3 separate regions of the Sus scrofa genome follow, and all the other regions are linked to region 1. Evidence: chromatin contacts called from public HiChIP or PLAC-seq data. All regions are on one chromosome and are shown on one strand. The core of a region is the stretch at or near the end of the contact, and the rest is flanking DNA. Distances in the headings are between cores, read along the strand shown.

Region 1 (4,506 bases), core at 668-3,167:
AGAGCATAATGAAATGCTTCCTGACCAGCTGATGGCACATGTCAAAGACTTAAACGCATGTTCCACAGGTACATCCCTGCTGATCCCTATTGCGGAGCTAAACATACATGAGTAGGAGAGATTTTAAAACTGAATTTAGCAATTAGCAGTTCAGCAAACTTTCAAGACTATAGGAATGTAGAAATGATTTCACATTGAACTTACACACAGAGCCAATGTACAACCATGGAACGCCGCAAACACTAAACACCTGGAAGTACTGATACCACCTATGTTAAGTGATCCTGTTGTAAAAGCTAAGGGCTCCCATTGACAAAAACACAAAAGGTGACTCAAAAGACTAAAACTAAGTGCTCATCAATATCAGGTGTTCTTGATTCATGATGATACATGATACATGACGTAGAGCTATATCTTGAGATACAAACATTATGTGGTTTGGGACACTGAACTCTTGCTATTTTGTAAGTGCTAATTATTTGACACCATCTCTTTAGTCTAGGAATGTTAGTTCTCAAAGCACTAGTATCATCTCCATGACACCCAAAACATAGTGAAAACAGAAAAGCTCACGAAAGGAAAAATTTCAAAAATCAGAAAAGATATCCTCTCCACTGCATTGTTCAGTCATAAAATATAAGTGACAATGTATTTTAGGGTACACTACATATAGAAATGTCACTTCCATATGATAGCAATCAAATGATTACATCTCCTTGTAGTTTTCAAATGTACTTCCTCAGAGACATTGTTCCACTTGACCCTCACAACAATTCTATTCAAGGCATATGGAGGTGGTGGTGTCCTCATTTTAGAAGGGCACTGAGATTTGGGGAGAGTCATAGGGGATCCCAGCAATTAATAACAGCCACGAAAGCAAATACCCAGGCTGTGACTCTCAGTCCAGATGCAGAATAAAAAAAAACACCCCCGCATTTCACAAAATTGACTGTGGATTCTGCAACTATCCCAATAGCAGAGGAAGGCTGGGAACTTCTGTTAACAACAAAACCCGTGTACACCATGATTGCAAGAGTGGACGAAGAATCATAAACGTTTCTTCACATAACATGAATACTGATGGACTTTCTGAGCAGCTGCCAGGAAATTCCTAAACAGAGCCAAGAGAAAAAGTATTTTCTAAAGTTCCTGATATACCTTAAAGAGCTCTGTGAAATCTTTTCAAGTGGAATCAGTTAATGCCAGGAAAATCATTACTACTGCACGCGGAGTCACCCAAAGAGGTAAAAAAATGAAATTCAAATTTTAAACTAAAAAGAAAACAAAAACCAAAAAAAACACCTTGTCGGCTTTTCCTAAGACCAACAACTTTGGGGCTGGCCATTTTTTTCCCTACGAAAAACCCTGTGCTCTCTGGGGATGAGAGGTGGAATTGCTAAAGATCACAAATGTGAACAGTCTGGTTTCACAAACAGGTCCTTCTGAGCATCAGTATACAAGTGAGCGCGAACTCTTCCCCCAGGGGTAAGAGAAGGCTCGATGGTACTGAGCACGGAAAAAAGCCCCCCGAGGACGGCGAGAAAGCGCAGAGCGGCACGGCAGCTGGCTCTCTCCGAGCCCCGGGTGCTGACCACGCGCTCGGAGCACCGGAGCCGGGAGCCGCCCTCCCCGTCCTGCCGCGCGCCGGGCGGCCCGGACCTACCAGCGAGAGCACTTTATAGGTGTTGGGGTCCTTGGCCGTGCGGGCGCGCGCCGCCTTCTCCAGCTGCTCCTCCCCCAGGTCCATGGGGGCCAGCAAGGACGCGGCCGCCTGCGGCTCCCCGGGCGCCTCGGCGCCGTGGCCGCGGCCCGAGTCGCGGCCATTCCCCGCAGGGCCCTCCCGGGAGCCGCGCCCGCCCTCGCCGCCGCGGCTCCCGCCCCCGGCACAGCCGTCGCGCTCCATCGTGGCCCCGGGCGCTCGGGTCCCACAGCCCCGCTGCGCCTTTAATAGACTCCGAGCCCGCCCCGCCCCACCCCGCCCGCCGCCGCCGCCGCGCCCGCCCCTCGCCGCCAGACCTTTGGCTCGGCGCCCGCCGCCCAGCACTACGAGTGAGGGGAAAGCAACTCAACGCCCCGGATTATTTGGCTTCCTGTCTGATTTCGGGCACTCTGCGTGTCGGTTATTTTGGGTCCTTTACGTGGGCGCGTCTTTACCGCCCCCCACCCCCCACCCCAAGCCTTCCCCTCCCGATGCCCCGGGCAGCATCCGAACACTTGCAGGAATCGCCCTGCGTGGCCTCGCGGCGCGGGCTGGACTGGAATTGCAGAGTGTGGTCTGCAGAGGGCATGAGATCACGGGGGCCCCAAAATAGAGCGGGAGGAAAAGGAGGATGCAGCTGCCCCGGCGGTGCGGCTTCTCAAACGCGGGAGAGTGGAGTCGGGACAGACCTGGGTGTTGCTGGATGGGCTAGCAGAGAGGCTGTAGGGTCAAGCGTGGGAGGCAGTCAACTTCTTTTTTTCCTACGTAGAAATAAAGAAGTATTCCCTCAAAGCCTTGCTGCCCACTACCTATGCGACTCTGAGAGTAGACTGTGTGTCCTTAAAACATCTGATTTTTCAAATACACACTTTTAAGAGATATTTCGTTTTCTGTGGTTTCTGTGTTTGGGGAACTGCCCTTGCTTTAACATATTTATTAGTTCTTCTAGACTTTCGCGATTAAAAGCTTCAAAGTGTTGGCGCTGCGCTATCCTGAGGTTGCTGCTGATTACTTGGCAACATCGAAAATTTTAACACACTCTGGACTACTTTGACACTTTGATTTTGAACTAGGGCACGAACAATAGGCTCTAATTCTTGGTAGGTTTTGATTCTGCAACCTTTCCCTTTCCTTGCTCATCAGTTAGAAAAGCCACAAGCCTGGTAGTGTAGTGAGGCTCCCCTGTCAGTGAGGGAACAGTGACTTTCAACCTGCTTTGCGCTGTCCGGAACTGACTTTAGTGACCAAGGAAGGTTCCACAATCCAATATCATTTCATGTTCTTTTTGATTACACGAACATACAAAAAGATGTTTAAAATGAGAATGGATGTTTTAACAGATGTAAAGTGTGTGTTGTCCTCCTTAAAGTAGTTAACTCAGGACACTTTCCAATTATATTGATTGATTGATTCATTCATTCAACAATGAATCCTTCACTTCAATCTCCTGGCCACCAAACATGCATACCACATGAAAGGTAAATAAAAGTATGTCTCTCCCAAGTGGCTCTCAGTCTGATCAAAGGAGGTGAGGGCAGTTAAAAAAGAAATTAAAACCCAGATCATATGTGCATAATAGAATCTCACAGAGGATGTTATGACAGCGTAGTGGAGAGGATAGCTGACATCTGGAAGAAGTGAAGGCCATCCCTCAAAGCATTATTGAGCTCTTTTTATTTATTTATTTTTTAAATTACCTTTGAGTCAGCTTACAAACCACCCAAGAGAAACAGGTTTTCACTGTTTCATAGCCTCACATATTTTTTTTAACCCCAAACTTGGCTCTAAATTTTCCTTTGACTGTTTCCAAAACTCAAATTCAAGGACAAAAATTCACTCCATGGAGACTGGTCAAAGGCGTGTCAAAACTTCTAAGAGCAACTCAGCAGAGTCCATCCAAAGTGGCTTTGACCCTGAGAAAACAAATGGAATAAGTGTATTGTCTGCATCCCAAGTCAACAAGTGATTTTAAAGACTCCACCCATTGGTGGAGAGGATGGCAGGATCACAAACTCAAATATCCAGGGACCAGCAGGAACCATTAAAGAGCGAAGCAGCCCCCTGTAGGTGAGTGGTACCCTGTTACAGGTTGTGACCTTTACTCAGCAGGATTCTGTGCCCATTGCGGCCAGATAGATTTTTCAAGAGCAACAGGAAATTGTGATGTTTGTGTGAATTCTCCAGATTGCAAAATTTTGTCTACAAAATTCAGAAAAACAATTTCTTTCCACACTTTAAAGGCCAAGCAAAATGTAACACATCTGCAGGGTGGGCCTGGCACACAGGCCACCAGGATGTGGCCTCTGCCATATGCTCAGGTCTTGCCTGCCTTTGCCAGTTGGGACTTTTATGGGTAGCTATAAAAATCCAACTGAAACTCTAAAATCAGAGGAATAAAAACATGGATTGAGGAGGCCACTCATATTGTTTAGCCATAGATTGAGCTATTGACAAGTCTTGCCTCCATCTTGTTTATATTTGCAATGGTCTGAAGGACAGCTTCACACTCCAAAGTACAATAAGATCAAGAGACATAAAACTGCAAGACAACTTCTCCAGTAAATGTAAAAGTGAACGATGAATGTGTCATCCTTAGTCCTAAGCCACTCTGCCTTTATTGGTTAAGGTCTCTATTGTCTATGCTATAGTGGACTATAGAGACCTTAATCAATCCTTTTACTCCTCTCCACTAAAGAGGAGAGTGGGTGCCTGAATCTTCTTTTTTTCTTTTTAGGGCCTCACCTGTAGCATATGTAAGTTCCAAGACTAGAGGTCAAATCAGAGCTGCAGCTGCCGGCCTGTGCCAC
Region 2 (4,506 bases), core at 683-3,182, 220 kb after region 1:
TAGTTAACAGTAAAACAAACATAACACCTACCTCATTTTTTCACATCACCTCCTCCCCCCACCACTGCCTTGCAAGAGAATGAGGCAGGAGATGGAATTCTTTCTCGGGCTCAACCTTCTCGTCATCTGACCTCTAATCTTCTTCCTTTACCTGTTTATCAAATTTTTGCCTCCTTTTGGTGGGACGGACACGTATGGTTGGTCATTTGTTCCCCCTCTAGGCTATGGCTTAGTGTAGACAAATCTCTCTCTCTTTGTCCTTACTATCATGAGACGATAAGCCTCATTCTCCTGGGGCCAGGTTTTAATAAAGAAGAGCTAGAGGAGGCCGGGGGAAGGGGAGAATTACGGAGAACAGCAAATGCATCAGGCTCTATTTCAACATAGTATCCCACAGAGGGGCTGTTATTAGCATAAGACCTTCTGCTGAGGTCTAGGGACCTCATGTTTGGATAAAGTCATGTTCAGTCCCTTTCCTTCCTCCCTCTCTCCCTTTCTTCCTTCCTTTAGTTATTTCAGTGCTATCTTTTGTCAAAACCTGTCCCAAGAATAGAGGAGCACATTGTGGATTTTGCAATTAACCCCAGCATTAAAAGAAACACTTCTGCGTCAGCAAAATGTCCCCAAGTTCTGGGAGATAGCTTTGACAGATTTCAAAGGGGGGAGCGAAGCAGTATTAACTGACAGTCCAAATGCAGTTTGTGTCTCTAACCTCCGACCTGTAAAAAATCCAGATGCAAAGCAAGAGTTCAAAACTAAGAGAAGCAAAAAAGTTGCCCAGATGGGCAACGAGAAAGTTCTGAGAAACCAAGAAACATTTAAAACAACCACAACCACAACAAAAATTCAATTCACACTTTATCTTGTTTGCTTTTGTTTTTGTTCTCTGGCAACCCCCACCCTCCCTTTTAGCACAGATTCTTGCAAGGTGTCTACAATCTCATTGGATTTATCAGAATGAGTGTGCCTGGGCAGAAGAAAAAGACTGTCTATTTAAGTGCTGCTGGCATGTTCTGGAACCTGGGAGTTTCAGAAATCCATTAGTCCTTTTGATGCGGCCAAATTTCCTTTTACTGTGTTCTTTTTTCCTCCCTCCAAGAGAGGTATACAAAGGACTCTACCTAGACCATAAATTAACGCTTTTATAGACTCATTAAAGACAAGAAAAAATAAGCCACTCATGAAGTTGGGAAAGCAGTAATATTTAGGTTTTTCACATTTTTAAAAGTCTGAAGCCACCCATCTCTGAAATTTTTTAGGTGATCATTACATAAATAAACAAATGTGTATTCTTCAAATTCTTTCTCCTGCTTATACATGGGAACCTCAGAAGCAAGGAGAGCATGGAAATCTAAATGAAGAGCTACAATGCAGAAACAGCCCCTTTCCATTCAAATAAAAACATTTCTCTTTAAAAATACAAGGAAAAATTCAGTGGATTTAAATAAAATTGGCTGTTGCTGAGGTCAGGAGCCACAAGAATAAGTGGGTTTGTGACCATAATTCTACAATGACACAGAATGGTAAGAGAACTTGAAACTATATATTTCGGGCCAGAGTTGCATCAGAGAACCTAACTAACCAGACATTAACTCCTTACTCATTTTGAAAGTCTAAATTTTCTAAGAAATTCTGGCTTCTCAAAGCCAAGCTTTTTACTCACCTGACCCTTGGAGAAAGGAGCTCCGATGATCCCGATGGATTGTGACTTGAAACTCATGCTCCAATATTTCTCACCGCTACACCAGAGTCCTCCAGCCAGTCTTCCCTCTCAGCAACACTCAGTGGCCAAGGGCACATTTTTTTTCCTATTTATAATTGAGTTCAATCTGTTGACTTTATTCTAATGAGGAAGAGTGGCTCCACCTACTGAACGGAAGACACAGTCAGGTGGAAGCCCAGCAAGTTCATACCTGGAATGACCATGAGTCCGACTCTGAGTCTGAGTTCCTCGTTAAGTGAGATCATCCATGTGGCCAGCTCACACCCATCTGACAAAGCTGGCTGGTGACATCAATCTTTCTGCATCACCACCTTGACTTCCTAGTCCCAATCATCTTTTCTAATCATAATCACTTCATCATAACCACAGAAGCAATGCCGTGGTTCTAGCTGTGCAAACTCAGGGCACAGCACTTGCCTCCCCCAGGGCTTTGCCTCCTCCTGTGTCCAAAGGGCTGGGACTGGTGAGATGGTCTCTCAGCCCTCTTCTAGCCCCACAACTCTGAATTTACTTTTCACACTGGGATTAATGGTTAATCCACAAGACACACCTCATACAGCACCAGGGTACAGTCTCAGGGAAGGCGTATGACTCCCTTTTCTGATGATTACTTAAAGGTAAAATTAATTGCCTGATTAATAATCCAGAGGTGTTACCACCCTAATTTTGGAATTTGGTGCGCAGGAAAACAGCACTTTCGGGACTCAGAGTATCACAATTAAATATAGATATAAAAACAGCCAAATCTGAGTTTTTAATCGTGTGCCAAGTGCTGTTCTGTTTCATATTATCTCATTTAATCCTTAGAGGAATTTAATGACCAGTTTCATTATTAGCAGTATTTTACTGATTAAAAAACCAAAGCGGAGTGAGAGACGTTGCCAAATGTCACGTAGAAGAAAAGCTATGATTCAGTTGTAGGCATTTGGATCCCCTAACCACTGGGCTTTACAGTCTAAACACAGATGAAGTGGTAGCCTCTCAGACTAGCATGCCCATGGGAAATTGTTTAGTGCAAATGTGGATTTAGAGGAAACACACCCCAAAAAATCTTTGAACCTTAAAAAAATATGATAGTAATGTAAAAGGAAAATTTGTTTGTAGAAATGAATCTCTTTTTTTCCTATTAGTAGGACAGAACATTGTGGACTCTTTCACAAGGGCAGAGAGTTGTCTGCTACAACCCCAGTGCCTAGGACAGTGCTGATATGTGATAGGCACGCAATAAATATTTACTGAATGTGTAAATGAGAAAACCAAGGTCTCATAAGGTCTTTTTTGTTTTGTTTTGTTTTGTTTTTGTCTTTTTAGGGTCACACCTGTGGCATGCGGAGGTTCCCAGGCTAGGGGTTGAACAACACCCCTTACACCATAGCCACAGCAACGTGGGATCCAAGCTTCGTCTGCGACCTACACCACAGCTCATGGCAAGGCTGGATCCTTAACCCACTGAGGGAGGCCAGGGATTGAACCTGCATCCTCATTGATACTAGTTGGGTTCGTTACCCCTGAGCCACAATGGGAATCCATAATGTCCCTTTTTAATAGGACCATTTTCCACGGACTTTCTATTTTTTACTTGCAGATTTGTTGTATATCCTAGTTATTTACTTGTGATATTTTGTATAGCTAAGTATTAATCTCTTATGGTTTCACATCACAAATAACTTTTCCACATCTGTCAGTAATCTGAAAACTTTGTGATCACTCAAAAATTTTCATTTTGCAATAGACAATTTAATAATTTTTCCTTATGCTCTGTGCTTTGGGAGTTTTGTTCAGGTCCATTCGACTCCAAAATCAAAATATATGTTTCTATAGTTCTTCTATTTGCTTTAAAGCTTGTCTTTTTTTGGTTTTTGTTTTGCTTTTTAGAGCTGCACACAGAGCATATGGAAGTTCCCAGGCTAGGGGTCAAATCAGAGCTACAGCTGCCAGTCTAGGCAATAAGTCATGGCACACCAGATCTTAACCCACTGAGCGAGGCCAAGGATCGAACCCATGTCCTCATGGATACTAGTTGGGTTCATTTCCACTGTACCACAATGGGAACTCACAGTTCATCTTTCACATTTCTTTCTTTAACCAGTCTACACCCATTTTTTGCATAATGTGTACATTTTCCAACTATATTTTCCCCTGTAGAGTCCATCAGTTTTCTCAACAACATCCATTGCGACAAGTATCCATTTTGCCTCATGGATTTGGTGGATTTCCCTCATACACCAAGTTCCCCTCAACACATGGGCTTGCCACTAGACCCTTTCTTATGATCCACTGGCTTATTCACCTATGGTGTACCACATCCACACTGTTTTATCATCATGGCTTTATGGCATATCTTATGATTCTTTGGTCAAGAGTAATGTTTTTGCATTTCTTTTTCAAAACTAATTTAGCTATTTATGGGCCTCTATTCTTCTATGTATTCAAATAGTCACTTCCTTAAAAAAAAATCCTGCTAGAATTTTTACTAAATTTATGTTAGTCCATAGAGATTTGTGGCCTTTCAAATTTGATCGTGGGTATATTATTTTTCCCTCTAACATCTGAAAGTTCCTCCTATAGTAAACTGAGATTATCTTCCTGTTATTTGACCCAAGGATCATAATGCTTCAGTCCAGGTAAAACACACTATCCCTTGGCTTCTTCTCTTTCTTGGGTCCTCTGTTTAGCTAGAATATCCTCAGATACTTCACTAGTGTTTTATAGTAGATGATTGCTACTCTCTTTCAGGTCATCAACTTGGCCATTCCCTTCAAAACACCTTCTAGCTTTCCCTA
Region 3 (4,506 bases), core at 1,369-3,868, 160 kb after region 1:
GAGACTTGGCAGGGAAAATTCCATTAGATTTTAAGGCTCAAGAATAATTCTCTTTAGTTTGAGGCTCTATCCTCTAGGCCCATCAGGGGTCAGCCAAGCAGCTCAGCCCTAAGCAGCAGCCATGACCACTCTGGAGCAGAGAAGGAAACAGTTCTGCCTCAGCTTCACACACACACTAATACACATCCACAAAAAAGAATTCAAGTGATCATGGATCCAAATGTCTATAGTACGTATCTATACCCACTATCTATACTAACTATAAAGCTTCTAGAAGAAAACTTTGGAGGATAGCCTCACAACCTTAACATAGACAAAGTTTTCATAGGCTACTTAAAACAATAACCACACAATTTAAACATAATAAATTGGACTTATCAAAATTAGAAATTTCTAATTAAAGACATTATTTGAAAATTGAAACAGCAAGTCAAAAAAGGGAGAAAATGTCCACCACACATACATCTGATAAACGACTTGTATATAGAATATATAAGTACTCCTATAAATAAATGAGAATATAAGAAATCACCTGATTGACAGTAAGCAGAAGCTTAAATGGACCCTTTGTAAAAGATATCTGAATAGCTTATAAGATATAAATTAAAAAGAAATCAGTCTAATCACTAGGGGAACGTTCACCTGTTAGAATGGGTAAAGGTAAAAAGACTGACGCCATGCAATGTTGATAAGGAAGCAGAACAATTAGAAATCCCACAAATGTGTAGGATGTAAAAGCAGTAAAACCATTTTGGAGAACTGCTTGGGATTTTCTTATAAAGTTAAGCATATACTTACAATATGACCCCAAAATTCTGCTCCTAGAAAAATAATAGAAAAATAGCTTGTCTCTAGAGAGACTTGAGAATGTTCATAGCAAAACTGAAAACAACTGAAATACCTGCCAACAGATAAACTGAACAATAATCTATAGTATATTCACACAATGAAATGCTATACAAAATATAAGGTGAATCTCAATATAAGGTTGTATGAAAGAAGCTAGATACAAAAGAGTAAATACTGTGTGATTCCAATTATATAAACTTTTAGAACAGGTAAACTAATTAATGATTTCAAAACAATGTTTGCCTCTGGGAGGGGAATTGGATGCAAAGGGACTTTAGGAACTTTTTGGGGGAGATAGAAATATCTTGCCTGAGGGAGTGGTTAAACAAGTATGAACATATGTCAAAATTCATGGATCTGCACAATTAAATTTTTATGCATTTCACTGTATGTAAAGTATATATCAATATAGAATGACTGAGAAGGGCATTAAGAAGGTCTAGAAATGGATGGTCAACTTTTGTTCAATGAATAAAATATCAGCAAGTATAATATAAAAATTAATTTTATTTAGTTATGACAAGTAATTCTTACCTGACCATTTTACCTACTTGATTGTACAAGCCATGGGCAACATTTGTAATACAGAGCCGAAACATGGAAGTCTGCTAGATGAAATGAAAACTGTCTTAGAAATGAATATGATTAAAGATAATACACAATAAATAATCTGTTTAGCATACAAAAGGAACAAAAAAGAAAGCTAGAGGGCTTTAGACTTTTTTTTTTTTTTTTTGCTTTTTTAGGGCCACACCCGCACCATATGGAAATTCCCAGGCATATGGAGGTTCCTAGGCTAGTGGTTGAATTGGAGCTGCAGCTGCTGGCCTACACCACAGCCATAGATAGCAACGCAGGATTCCAGCCCCCACTGTGGCCTACACCACAGCTCACAGCAATGCCAGATCCTTAACTCACTGAGCGAGGCCAGGGATCAAACCGAAACCTCATGGTTACTAGTCGGATTCGTTTCTGCTGCGCCACAACAGGAACTCCTAGCTTTTAAAGTTTAATCATTCTGACTCTGTTACCCTTCTAGCTTGGGCAGTCTGAAAAATACATTCTGCAATACAGTTCTTTAAATGCCTAACACAAGTCTAGTACTGAGGGAACGAGTTAAACATTTACCATTTCTACAAATGAGAGTAAGTTTCTACCAAAATGTCAAACTTGATGCTTGAGAGAATAAAGTGGAGTAGGGCGGGGAGGAGGGCACACACGACTCAGTGCATCCTTTCAGACCATGCCTGTGGATCAGTCTTTCTCTTTACCACCCTTGTCCATCTCTATCCCTGCCAAAGAGGCTATAGATATTCTGTAATTGGTAAATTTTATTATTTTAGATGATTAATTGAAAATAGATATTATTATTCAATTATTCTAATGAAAAATTAATACGCTGCGTTCATTCATTTTTTTTTAACCTTCACTGAAACCCTGCTGCTTTTCTGGTTTTGTGCAAGGCACGGAGGTTACCATAGTTGAGAAGACATTGGTTCCTGTCGTCAAGAAAAGTGCAATTCCAACTCCTGACTCCACTCTGCTGACGGACATCCAAAAGGTCAGCCGCTTGGAGGAGCATTTCCGGCCGATTTTGCAGCCCCTGGGTCTCAAACTTTTATACTTCCCAGTATGCCAAAGTTTAAGCACCGAGGAGGAGGAAATTCCTGCTTCAGCGGAGAAGTGGCAGCCTGCAGGCAACGACGCCTCGGGATGACTTAGGCCCCAGGCTCCACTGGGGGGCACTCTCGCCTGGCTCGCGGGCCGCTCTTTCCCACAGGCGGAACCTTAATGGCTGGATCCCTGGTTTCTGCGGGTTTCGTAATCGGCGCGCACCCATCGCTACCTGGCTTCCGGGCAGGCTCCAGTTGTTTGCTGGGCCTTAGAGGGCTCGGCCTCAGCTGGATCCTTGAAGAGGAACGCGACTTTGGCGCGCTGCAGTTTCCTGCGGGCATCTTTAGCCCTCTGGCCCTCTGCCCCTCTATTCCCGGAGTTCCGGCCGGTCCGGGCCGCGCGGTTGACGTCCGAGGAAGGAGGGGGCGATGGTCCAGATGGAGACGCAACTGCAAAGCATTTTTGAGGAGGTGGTGGTGAGTGGAACGGCTAGGGACCCAGGGCCATGGCTGGGCGAGGGGGTGGCGAGGGGACAACGGCCCGGGCAACCTCTCCTAGACTTCTTTGTTGTGATGCCACTTTTGTGTGCAACGGCTGAGGAATTCTGAAATTGCTGTCAAATTCAAAGTCTCCTTCGAAATCCACAACACGCTTTGTTACAGGCCAACAAGACAGGTATTGTTTGCTTCCGCTTGTGGCTGATTAAGGTGACTTGCTCTCTGTTGCATTATATTGTTTTGCTCGGGGAGGCCCCTCCCCCTTTTGTTTTTTAAATTCGCGTTCACCATTTACTTTTTTTTTTTTTTTTTACAGAAAACAGAAATTATAGAAGAGGCTTTCCCTGGGTGAGTGTATGCATGGCACATTTTACCTGAGTGTATCTTTGTATGATATTATTTAGGTCTGTCTTGTATGTAGGTTTATAAGATCCATTATTCTGGTTACGTTGAATTACCTTTTTAAAACTAGTGGCAAACACCGTGATTTTTATTTTTTTAGCATGTTTATGGACAACCCTGAAGATGAAAAAACAAAACTAATTAGCTGTTTGGGAGCCTTCCGACAGTTTTGGGGTGGTCTTTCTCAGGTGAGCACTGCATTTTTAATACACCTGGCTGATGATTTTTGACTTCTTTACATTTTCTTTGATGTTGCTGTTAAGGTCTTTCTGGAAAAGGAAATAACTTGTCTTTTGTTTATTCTAGTATCCTGTTTGTTTCAATTCCTATTCTTCCAGTGGAGAATCTGTATAGAAAAATCAGGTTAACTACAGCACAGTGTGAGATGTTTTTAAAAGTCTTTCCCATGGTAGATTATATAAAACCGTTTTCAACCTATTCTGATTTATTTGGTGCACTTCAGAACAGCTGTGTTAGTGATTGTAATGGATAAAAATTTCACTCATTTCAACAAAGGAACTGGTTTAGCCTTGACATGAAGATCCTATAATAAGGATACCATAGCAGAGATACAAGGGTGCCATAATAGGGATACAAAGATAGTATGACAACATTGAAGAAAGTAACAGTAAAACTTAGTAACAAAGAACATTCCCCAGATAATGTAGCCTTGAAAAAGGCAATAGTGTGATACTTTATTTAAATTTTATTTATTTACTTATTTATTTATTTTGCTTTTTAGGGTCGCACCCACAGCATATGGAAGTTCCCAGGCTAGCATTTGAATTGGAGCTACAGCTGCTGGCCTATCCCACAGCAACACAGGATCCCCCATGTCTGTGACCTATATCACAGCTCACGGCAACACCGGATCCTTAACCCCTGAGTGAGGCCAGGAATCGAACCCGAAACCTCATGGATACTGGTCAGATTTGTTTCTGCTGTGCCACAGTGGGAACTCCCAAGTGTAATCCTTAGAGAGCTCATGGTGCAGTAGTACATTATCTTCTCATGGTTCATTATAGGTAGGAAAATGAGAACTGTTTGCGATTGAGCTGCTGCTTTAGACTTACTACTCAAGAGGTGAATCACATAGTGGCAATACATTCTTTTGTTTTTGTTTTTGTTTTTTAGGGCTGCATCT

The links. HiChIP or PLAC-seq counts read pairs in DNA pulled down with a chosen protein or histone mark.
Region 2: a contact with region 1 is called in an H3K27ac HiChIP or PLAC-seq map of alveolar macrophages. The contact joins the promoter of ARG1 here to the promoter of ENPP1 in region 1. A contact is called at or near these places in 1 of 47 Hi-C or Micro-C datasets (liver) and 1 of 2 datasets of contacts at active chromatin or transcription factors (alveolar macrophages).
Region 3: an H3K27ac HiChIP or PLAC-seq map of alveolar macrophages shows a contact between it and region 1. The contact joins the promoter of MED23 here to the promoter of ENPP1 in region 1. A contact is called at or near these places in 1 of 5 promoter capture datasets (liver) and 1 of 2 datasets of contacts at active chromatin or transcription factors (alveolar macrophages).

Annotation. Positions count from the first base shown.
Region 1 is chr1:31,794,677-31,799,182 of Sscrofa11.1, forward strand. ENPP1 (ectonucleotide pyrophosphatase/phosphodiesterase family member 1) reads right to left here and starts at 1,918. Exons shown (of 25, transcript XM_021087933.1): 1 at 1,664-1,918. The coding sequence starts at 1,903.
Region 2 is chr1:32,018,370-32,022,875 of Sscrofa11.1, forward strand. It overlaps ARG1 (arginase 1), which reads right to left and starts at 1,933. Exons shown (of 8, transcript NM_214048.2): 1 at 1,664-1,933. The coding sequence starts at 1,720.
Region 3 is chr1:31,957,316-31,961,821 of Sscrofa11.1, forward strand. MED23 (mediator of RNA polymerase II transcription subunit 23) reads left to right here and starts at 2,619. Exons shown (of 29, transcript XM_021087972.1): 1 at 2,619-2,939; 2 at 3,277-3,308; 3 at 3,463-3,550. The coding sequence starts at 2,892.